2 separate regions of the Sus scrofa genome follow, and region 1 is linked to region 2. A link is a contact called in public HiChIP or PLAC-seq data. All regions are on one chromosome and are shown on one strand. The core of a region is the stretch at or near the end of the contact, and the rest is flanking DNA. Distances in the headings are between cores, read along the strand shown.

Evidence for each region. HiChIP or PLAC-seq counts read pairs in DNA pulled down with a chosen protein or histone mark.
Region 1: a contact with region 2 is called in an H3K27ac HiChIP or PLAC-seq map of alveolar macrophages. The contact joins the promoter of CNOT10 here to the promoter of CMTM6 in region 2. A contact is called at or near these places in 2 of 5 promoter capture datasets (fetal liver and liver), 26 of 47 Hi-C or Micro-C datasets (adipose tissue, alveolar macrophages, blood and 14 more) and 2 of 2 datasets of contacts at active chromatin or transcription factors (alveolar macrophages and skeletal muscle).

Annotation. Positions count from the first base shown.
Region 1 is chr13:18,647,357-18,652,178 of Sscrofa11.1, forward strand. It overlaps CNOT10 (CCR4-NOT transcription complex subunit 10), which reads left to right and starts at 2,369. Exons shown (of 17, transcript XM_021071550.1): 1 at 2,369-2,652. It overlaps LOC110256561 (a long non-coding RNA gene), which reads right to left and starts at 2,284. Exons shown (of 4, transcript XR_002338194.1): 1 at 2,197-2,284.
Region 2 is chr13:18,483,073-18,487,258 of Sscrofa11.1, forward strand. CMTM6 (CKLF-like MARVEL transmembrane domain-containing protein 6) reads right to left here and starts at 2,468. Exons shown (of 6, transcript XM_021071540.1): 1 at 2,241-2,468. The coding sequence starts at 2,378.

The DNA.
Region 1 (4,822 bases), core at 1,119-3,618, 160 kb after region 2:
GGAGGGATAAATTAAGAGTTTGGGATTAGCAGATACAAACTACTATATATATATAGATAGATAGATAGATAGATATACATATAGATACAAACTACTATATATATATATATATATATAGATAGATAGATAGATATACAACAAGGTCCTACTGGATAGCACAGGGAACTATATTCAGTATCCTGTAATAAACCATAAAGGAAAAGAATATGAAAAAGAATATATATACATATATGTGTATATATATAAATCACTTTGCTCTATGCCAAAAACTAACACAGTGTAAATCAACTTCAATAAAAATAAATATCATGAATCCATACAGACATAAATATATGACTGAATAAGTAACTAAATGAAGGAGAAGAGATGAATTTCCCTTGGAAAAGATAATTTATGTACAGCCTTCCTACAGCAGGAGGTAGAGCTTCACAGCCCTCAACCACTCAACTGTGAGCTGCACTTAATGACTTAAAAGTAGAGAAGCCTGACAAAAATTACCTAAGCCAGGGGATCAAGGTCAACATCACCAAGTCATTGTGATAGTGCCTAGTCTCAATTTGATGCAATGAGAATGGCAAGTCACCCTGTGGTGTTTCTGCTAAAAATCTATAACCCTAGTCTAACCATGAAATAAAAAACAGTGGATGGAGTTCCTGTCATGGCTCAGCAGAAATGAATCTGACGAGTATCTGTGAGGACACAGGTTCAATCCCTGGCCTTGCTCAGTGGGTTAAGGATCCGGTGTTGCTGTGGCTGTGGTGTAGGCCAGCAGCTACAAGTTCAATTTGACTCCTAGCCTGGGAACCTCCATAATGCTATGACTGTGGCCTTAAGAGGACAAAAACAAAAAAACAATTAACCCATTCTTCAAAAACCTTGACTGGTACTCTTCAAAGCTGTCAACGTCATCAAGAACAAGGAAAATCTGGAATTCCCATCCTGGCTCAGTGGTTAACAAATCTGATTAGGAACCATGAGGTTGTGGGTTCAATCCCTGGCCTCGATCAGTGGGTTAAGGATCCGGCGTTGCCGTGAGCTGTGTAGGTCACAGATGAGGCTTGGATCCTGAGTTGCTGTGGCTCTGGCATAGGGTGGTGGCTACAGCTCTGATTAGACCCATAGCCTGGGAACCTGCATATGTCACAGGTGCAGCCCTAGAAGAACACACACACACAAAAAAAAAAAAGAATAAGGAAAATCTGAGAAGCAATAACAGCCAAGAATAGCCTGAGAAAGAATTCCCATAGTGGCCCAGCAGGTAAAGAACCTGACATAGTGTCCATGAGGATGTAGCTTCCTTCCCAGGCCCTTCCCTGTGGGTTAAGGATCTGGCTTGGCCACAAGTTGTGGTGTAGGTCACAGATGGGGCTCAGATCCTTGTGGCTCAGATCTGTCACTGCCCTGGCTGTGGTGTAAGCCTGCAGCTGCAGCTCCATTTAGACCCCTAGCCCAGGGATTTCCATATGCTGCAGATGTGGATGTAAAAAGGAAAAAAAGAATAGCTTATGGAGACATGAATAAATTTAATGTGGTATCCTGGAAAAGATCCTGGAACAGAAAGGGGACCGTAACTGAAAACTGGTGAATGGGAGTCCCTGTCGTGGCTCAATGGTTAACGAATCCGACTAGGAACCATGAGGTTGAGGGTTCGATCCCTGGCCTTGCTCAGTGGTTAACGATCCCGCGTTGCTGTGAGCTGTGGTGTAAGTTCCAGACGCGGCTCGGATCCCACATTGCTGTGGCTCTGCTGTAGGCCATTAGACCCCTAGCCTGGGAACCCCCATATGCCGAGGGAGTGGCCCTAGAAAAGGCAAAAAGACCAAAAAAAAAAAAAAAAAGAAAGAAAGAAAACTGGTGAAGTTGAAAAAAAAATTAATAGTAATATGCTAATGGTGGTTTCTTAGATGTGACAGATGTGTCGTAGTGACTTAATAATACTCAAAACGCTCACAAGAGCTCCATGTATCATTTCTGCAATTTTATATACATCTAAAACTTCTAAAACAAAATGTTTTGTTTTGACTTTAAATGGGGAAGGGAAAGGGCAACAGTGCCTTCTCAGAGATCTGTGAGAAATCAATGAGTATACAAGCCAAGTGCAAGCCTTAAGCTTAGCTAAGCTTAGCCTTAAGCTTAGATGTCAAGTGCAGTTATGTGGTTTTCCGTAAAATGAGGGACAAAAGGGCTGATACTTACGAAGTCTAACCAGGACAAGCACAAACACTAGCGCACAGCTTTCTCCCAGAGGTGCGGTTGAGCGTACTTCCGGACGGGAGCGCGCGCTCACGCTGCGGGGGGCGGGGCGCCGGGGACGCCAGCGTGGGGCGGGACCAGCCGCAGTTCCCACGCCGGCTGCGGCCCCCGGAAGTAGTGTGTCAGGGGACTCGGCGAGGCGGAAGCCGGGCATGGCTGGAGGCGGTGGCACCGCCCTGGCGGAGACGCTGCTGCTGTTGCTAGACTACGCGAGCTAGCCTTCGTCACTTCCTCAGCCCGCCGTCTGCCCACTCCACAGACCGGAACCCGGGGAGTGGGTGCAGACTTTTCCTCCGAGGTCCAGGACAGCGGTCGGCCGGGCAGCTGGAGTGGAGGCCACGCCACCTGCGGGGAAGAACCTGAGCCGAGGCGGGAAGATGGCTGCAGACAAGCCCTCAGGTGAGGTGCCCGCGCCCAGCGATCAGGGTCGAAACGGGACACGCGGGAGCAGGCAGACCCTGCGCTTCGGCGGAGGAGCTCCGGTTGGGGACTGGAGGTTGGGGACTCTAGGGTGACTCTAATTGGGGCGTGCCATTTCTCTCCCCATCCTCTCCCTCTGAGGGGCTAATGTGAGTCTTTGGGCCCGATGTCAGATAGTTTCTTACCAAGTGTGGCGTGAAGCTACTTCTGCCCTCCTTTGCCCCGCTCTCCGGAATAGCTCTGGTTTAAAAAGCTTAAACCTATGTGGCCGCTTCACAGATTTTCTGACTTCCCTTTGGGGAAAGCAGAGCAAGGAAAGTTCACCCTGGAAAAAGAGCTACCTTGATTTCCCCTGGCTCCGGCCAGGACTTCCCTGGCTGGTCACGGCGACATCAGCTTGCCTCTGGTCGGCCACGTCGTATATAATTAGCTTTATGAAAACCATTTATTTAAATGGGAATAACTTTATTGTGTCTCACTTCAGACTCTGCTTTTTAATATCTTGCGTGTGGAACCTGTTTTCCCCTAGTTCCTCAAGACTAATTTATCGTGACGATTTTCTTTATGGATTACTACCCCCTTCCTAAAAATCTTCTCCTTTGAAGAATATAAAATGCTTTCCTGCCTACTTTTGGGATGGTCTGGCCTATGTTTCCTGTAAGAAAATAATGTTCTCTGTGGCATCCATCCAGGTTTTGTTGGAATTTAAATGACAGGACTTAGAAGCAGTCAACACTTAAGATTTTTCACAGTAAAATTATTTTTAAAACTAAAATTAATTTAAAAAAGAAAAAAGGAAATCTCAAATGTAGTGTGTGTTTTAGTATGTCTTGATCTCAATAACTGAGAGTGGATCAGATATGGAAAGGCTCTCTAAGAGGTGACATTTGAACAAAGACTAAAGAGCCAGCCACAGGAAGCAAGAATGATGCAGATAGGTGGAGCAGCAGCTGTACAGACCCCTTGGAAAATGTACAGCAGGAAGACCTGGGAGCATAAGCACCTTGAGGACAGGCACTTTTGTCTGTGTTGGGGTTGTGTGCCGTTTCCAGCACCTGGACCAACTGCTGGCGTATCAGAGCACTCAGCGTATTTTATAGCATAGTGAGCAGAGGAGGTGAGGCAAGAGGCAAAGTCAGAGTTAGGGGGTGGGGGACAGCTTCTGTCAGTCTTTGTGGGCCATGGAAGAAGGTGAAATTTCGCTCTAACTTATGGGGAGCCATTGAGAGATGTCAGCAGTGGTGTCCTGTGAGCTGCTTCATGTTTTAACTGAGCCAAGTGATAAGTGATGAAGAGGTAGGAGGAGGAGGAAGTTTGAAATGAGGCAGCCTAGGAGTTCCCTTAGTGGCTCAGTGGCTAATGAACCGGACTAGGAACCATGAGGATGTGGGTTTGATCCCCGGCCTCGCTCAGTGGGATAAGGATCCAGCATTGCTGTGGCTGTGGCGTAGGCCAGCAGCTGTAGCTCTGATTCAGCCTCTAGCCTGGGAACTTCCACATGCTGTGGGTTTGGCCCTAAAAAGCAAAAAAATAATAAAAATGAAATCGGGAAGCCTAGGTTCAGCCTAGTTGTACCATATGGTATTTGTGTGACCATGGGCAAGTTTTAAGAAACTTTATTTAGGAGTTCCCGTCATGGCGCAGTGGTTAAAGAATCTGACTAGGAACCATGAGGTTGCGAGTTGGATCCTTGGCCTTGCTCAGTGGGTTAACGATCCGGTGTTGCCGTGAGCTGTGGTGTAGGTTGCAGACATGGCTCGGATCCCTCATTGCTGTGGTCCTGGCGTAGGCCGGCAGCTACAGCTTCAATTAGACCCCTAGCCTGGGAATCTCCATATGCTGCGGGAGCGGCCCTAGAAAAGGCAAAAAAAAAAAAAAAAAAAAAAGACAAAAAAAAAAAAAAAAACCCAACAACAAAAAAGGAACTTTATTTAAGCCTCTGCTTTCCTGCCTGGAGAATGATATTATCTATCATACAGTGTTGGTAAAGGGTTAGTTGAGATCAACTTCGGTTCTGGCTTTAAGAGATGTTTCCTTTTTACTTTATGATAGTGGTAGATGGAGAGGAGAGGCAGGTATGAGGATTGTTTAGTGAGTAAAATTGTGACTGCTTGGTGAGCGCAAAGCCTTGCTCCTTGGGAAAGGTTCT
Region 2 (4,186 bases), core at 1,218-3,717:
CTTTTGATTATGGGTTTCTCCACTATAGCTTCCTAATTGGAGCTCTCCAATTACATTTAATTAAAAAATAAGTTAGCTAAAGTAAAACAACCTAAAGGCAGAATCTGAGTTAAGGCAAAGAAGATTTTGCCTGTTGCCCCAGGCTAGATGACACTTTTCACTTACTCCATATATAACTTCTTGGGACTTTCTGGGTAACTCTTATGATGTCATCAAGAGGTAAGATGTTCATAGAGACAAAGCAGGAACAAAAAGGCAATCATTGAAATGAAAGGCAATAATGGAAAATTTTAAACATCTACATTAAGGAAAAGTGATTTTGTAAATTACAAGTTCCCATAAACAAATAAATGGATTTCACGAAGAGACATCAGATGTTACTCTTTCACTTTCTCTTTATGGATGATGGAGAACAAGCAGGAATAGTCTAACAACTTTACAAGGCAAACTCATCTTTCCCCTCCTCTCCACATTCAAGTAAAAAGTCTACTACCCTTGGAGTTCCTGTCGTGTCTCAGTAGTTAACCAATCCGACTAGGAACCATTAGGCTGCGGGTTCGATTCCTGGCCCTGCTCAGTGGGTTAAGGATGCAGCTTTGCCGTGAGCTGTGGTGTAGGCCGCAGATGCGGCTCAGATCCCCTGTTGCTGTGGCTGTGGCGTAAGCTGGCGGCTATCCGATTCGACCCCTAGCCTGGGAACCCCCATATGCTGTGAGAGCAGCCCAAGAAAAGGCAAAAAGACCAAAAAAAAAAAAAAAAAAGTCCACTACCCCACTTTTGGTTGTATTCTATTATAAAGATATGGAACTTTGGTTTATTAAACTATAATAACAAAGGTAATGAGAAATTTTACTTTAGATTTGCCAGTTCTGATTAGAAAGGAAATATAATGGCAACCTAAAAGAAATTTAATGTACAAGAGACCAATATTGATATGTCTTCTGAGCACCAAGAGTACTTCAGATGAATATTTATTCTTTTCTGTTCTAAAGAGTTCTACTATTTAGAAACATTTTAGCTCTAAGGCAGACAAATATAGCTTGTATCTAAAAGTCATGTGAGAACTGACAAGAGGAAGGGCAGAAGGAAGCCCTTCTGGGTAGAAAGAAGGATCCATGCAAAGGAACAATGGCAGAAAGGAAACTGAACCTGCTAAGAACAGAAAGCTTGCCAGTTTGGAACTAAAAGTAGAGCCAGACCCTCCTAAGTTCCATAGGCCTGTCACTTGCCTCCACGTGATTTCCTAATTATTCCCAGAAGTGGCTAAAAAGTAGCATTAGTTTTCCCACTGCTATTCTTCTATACAATAAAAGTAGGTCATATGAGTTCTAAGAATATAAATTCTGGTTATCTGAGTTCTAAGAACTTAATTTCTTCCGAAGGAAACCAACTGGCTATTTTCACGTGGGATGGTTAAACAAACCAAACCAACCCATAAACTAGAAATGCTAAACAGTCTGATTTTCCCTCTGGCAGAAAATGTTATTCATCATTGCTTAAAACAGCAACGATGTGTGTGTGACTTGAATTAAAATTTAAACCTCAGAGATGTTTTGATATTTTCACTAATAGGTTTAAGGTCCTTAACCAAAGCCTAAAATAAACTGAAATTCAATGAAACTGAAAAAGAAGTACACCGTGCCCTGGCACTGCTACCTGCGTACAAACACACCAAAAAAAGGTTGTCCTTTTGACTTTGTATTTAGTACACACATATTGCTTATTCAGGAACAATTCTTTTCCAGCCAATATATAACTATTTGGAGACAATTTAGGACACACACATCTCAACACCATGCGCAGTATCCAAAGACTCTGTCCAACAAATTAAACTGCCCCCATCGGCGCGCACCAGGAAAACCGCAAAAACCAGAGAAAGATAAAAAAAAGCATTTCATTTCCTAAATATGAGGACTTCGGGAGATAATGTTCCCAGAGTAATAGCTGGGAGAAGCGATGAAAGTCGCTATGGAAGTTGAAAGTCTGCGTGGACGACCTGGGTCTCCCCCACGCACTTCCTGCGCCCGCCAAACACACTGAGGGGTCCTAGGTCGCCACCGGGAACTCAACCCGGACGTACCAGGAGAGGAGGGGGCCGGTGGGAAGGGGGAGCCCGGAAGGAAACAGCCCCTTCCCAGGCAGAGGGGGAAGTCACTGGGGGTGTGGAAACTGCCCCTTCCAACAGCCAGGTTGAGGGCGGCTCCGCAACCTCCTCTCTCCCGCCCAGCCCGCAGACTCACCAGCTGCATAAATTTGAGGATTCGCAAGGGCCCCTTGAGCCGCTTTAAGGTGAAGTAGCTGGAGAGGCCTCTCCGGGCGCCTCTGGAGGGGGCTGGGTGCGCCTCTGTGGTGGGGCTGTAGACCGCTCCGTTCTCCATCGCCCAGGGCCCAGGGACGCAAGAGAGCTGCTGGCGTCTCAGTCTCGGCGGACTCCGCGAAGGCCGTCACTTCCTGGGCCTCCGCCCGCTTCCGGCCGACCCCGCCCCGGTCCCGCCTCCGCTCGGCCCCGCCTCCGCTCGGCCCCGCCTCCGCTCGGCCCCGCCTCCGCTCGGCCCCGCCTCCGCTCGGCCCCGCCTCCGCTCGGCCCCGCCTCCGCTCGGCCCCGCCTCCGCCTCACTCTAGTCCCGCCCCCTGCCGCGAGGCCTTACGCATCGAGACTTATAACGACTTGGAGAGACTCAAAGAAGGGGAACCGCAGGTGCAAAATTCCTGAGGACTGAACGAGTTCGGCGCAGTTTGAAAGGGCTAGTGTGGCTAGGTTAAGTAAGGGAGAAGTAGGTGAAGCTGAAGATGTAGTCAGAGACCAGATAATGCAGGGGGCTTGCACAGCAAGGGAAAAATTGGATTTCATTTTAAATGCTATGGGCTGTCTGGAAGTATTTTAAGGAAGCTCTCTCCTGCTTCTCTCTGAGGTTTTAGGCTTACTTGTCAAAATTGTTCAATTTACTTGTCTCTTTCTTGTTCACCAGCTGCTACGATCACATGTTAATTTTGGTGAACTTAGACTTATCAATTAGGAGTTCTTGTTGTGGCTCAGCAGAAAAAAACCTGACTAGTATCCACGAGGATACAGATTCGATCCCTGGCCTAGCTCAGTGGGTTAAGGATCCAGCGTTGCTATGTTGCTATGAGTCATGGTGTTGGTCACAGTCATGGCTCAGATCCCTCATTGCTGTGGCTGTGGTGTAGGCCAGTAGCTACAGCTGCTATTGAAGCCCTAGCCTGGGAACCTCCATGTGCCGTGGGTGCAGCCCTGAAAAAAAAAAGTAATTATATTTTATCTACTGAAGTTGATCCAGTCATATGCCAGGCACACATATTTCTCCAAAACAACGTAATGTAGGTACTGTCATAAGTTTTACAGATGAGAAAACTAAGGCTTAAACCAAGCCCTTCCAGGTACAAAGGCCCATCTGTGTCCCCTTGTTTCTTGCCTGTAGAAAAAGGCTTTAGTCTCCTAGGCCTTTCCTGAGCTCCAAAGAGCAGAGTCAAGCGGTTACTAATTAGAGAAGTGAGGAATGCAGAAAGAAAAGCAAGAAACAACAGTTCAGTGAATAGAGTCCTAGCTCCTCCTCAGGGGATGCACATAACATCTGACACAGATTTTGAGTTGTTCTGCAGGAACCAAGTCCCCCCACTCAGGTGAAGAATAGTAGCTACATGCTGACAACAAGCACATAGACGCCACACTTCTGGTTGGAACCAGAAGGTGGGTGATGAAGATTTTTGAAACCTGAAGGTTGTTACAGTACCATCAACCAATCAGAAGTAAGTCACGCCCCCTTCAACTCTCACCCCAAATGTTGCCTTTAGAGCCCTCCCCAGAAAACCATCGAGAAGTTCTGATCTTTTGAATACTAGCCATTCATGCTCTTTGCTGGGCTATGCAATAAATGCTGTACTTTCCATCACTATGACTGGGTGTCAGTCAGCTGGCTTTGCTATGCAGTGGGTAAGCAGACTCAAATTCAGTTTGGAAATAAGGCCAAGAGGCCAAGGATAACATCCAAGGTCAAACACCCAGGGGCAACTGGAATGTAGGCCTAGGCAGTCTGACTCATGGCCTTGCTAACCGCTAGCCCAGCAAACCTCAAACCGGCTATCCATTAGGGCCTCAAGACCCATGGAGGAGGGAAGGGGTTACTGCTGCCCTCTGTTTCCACATTTATCTTCTGTTCTCCACAGC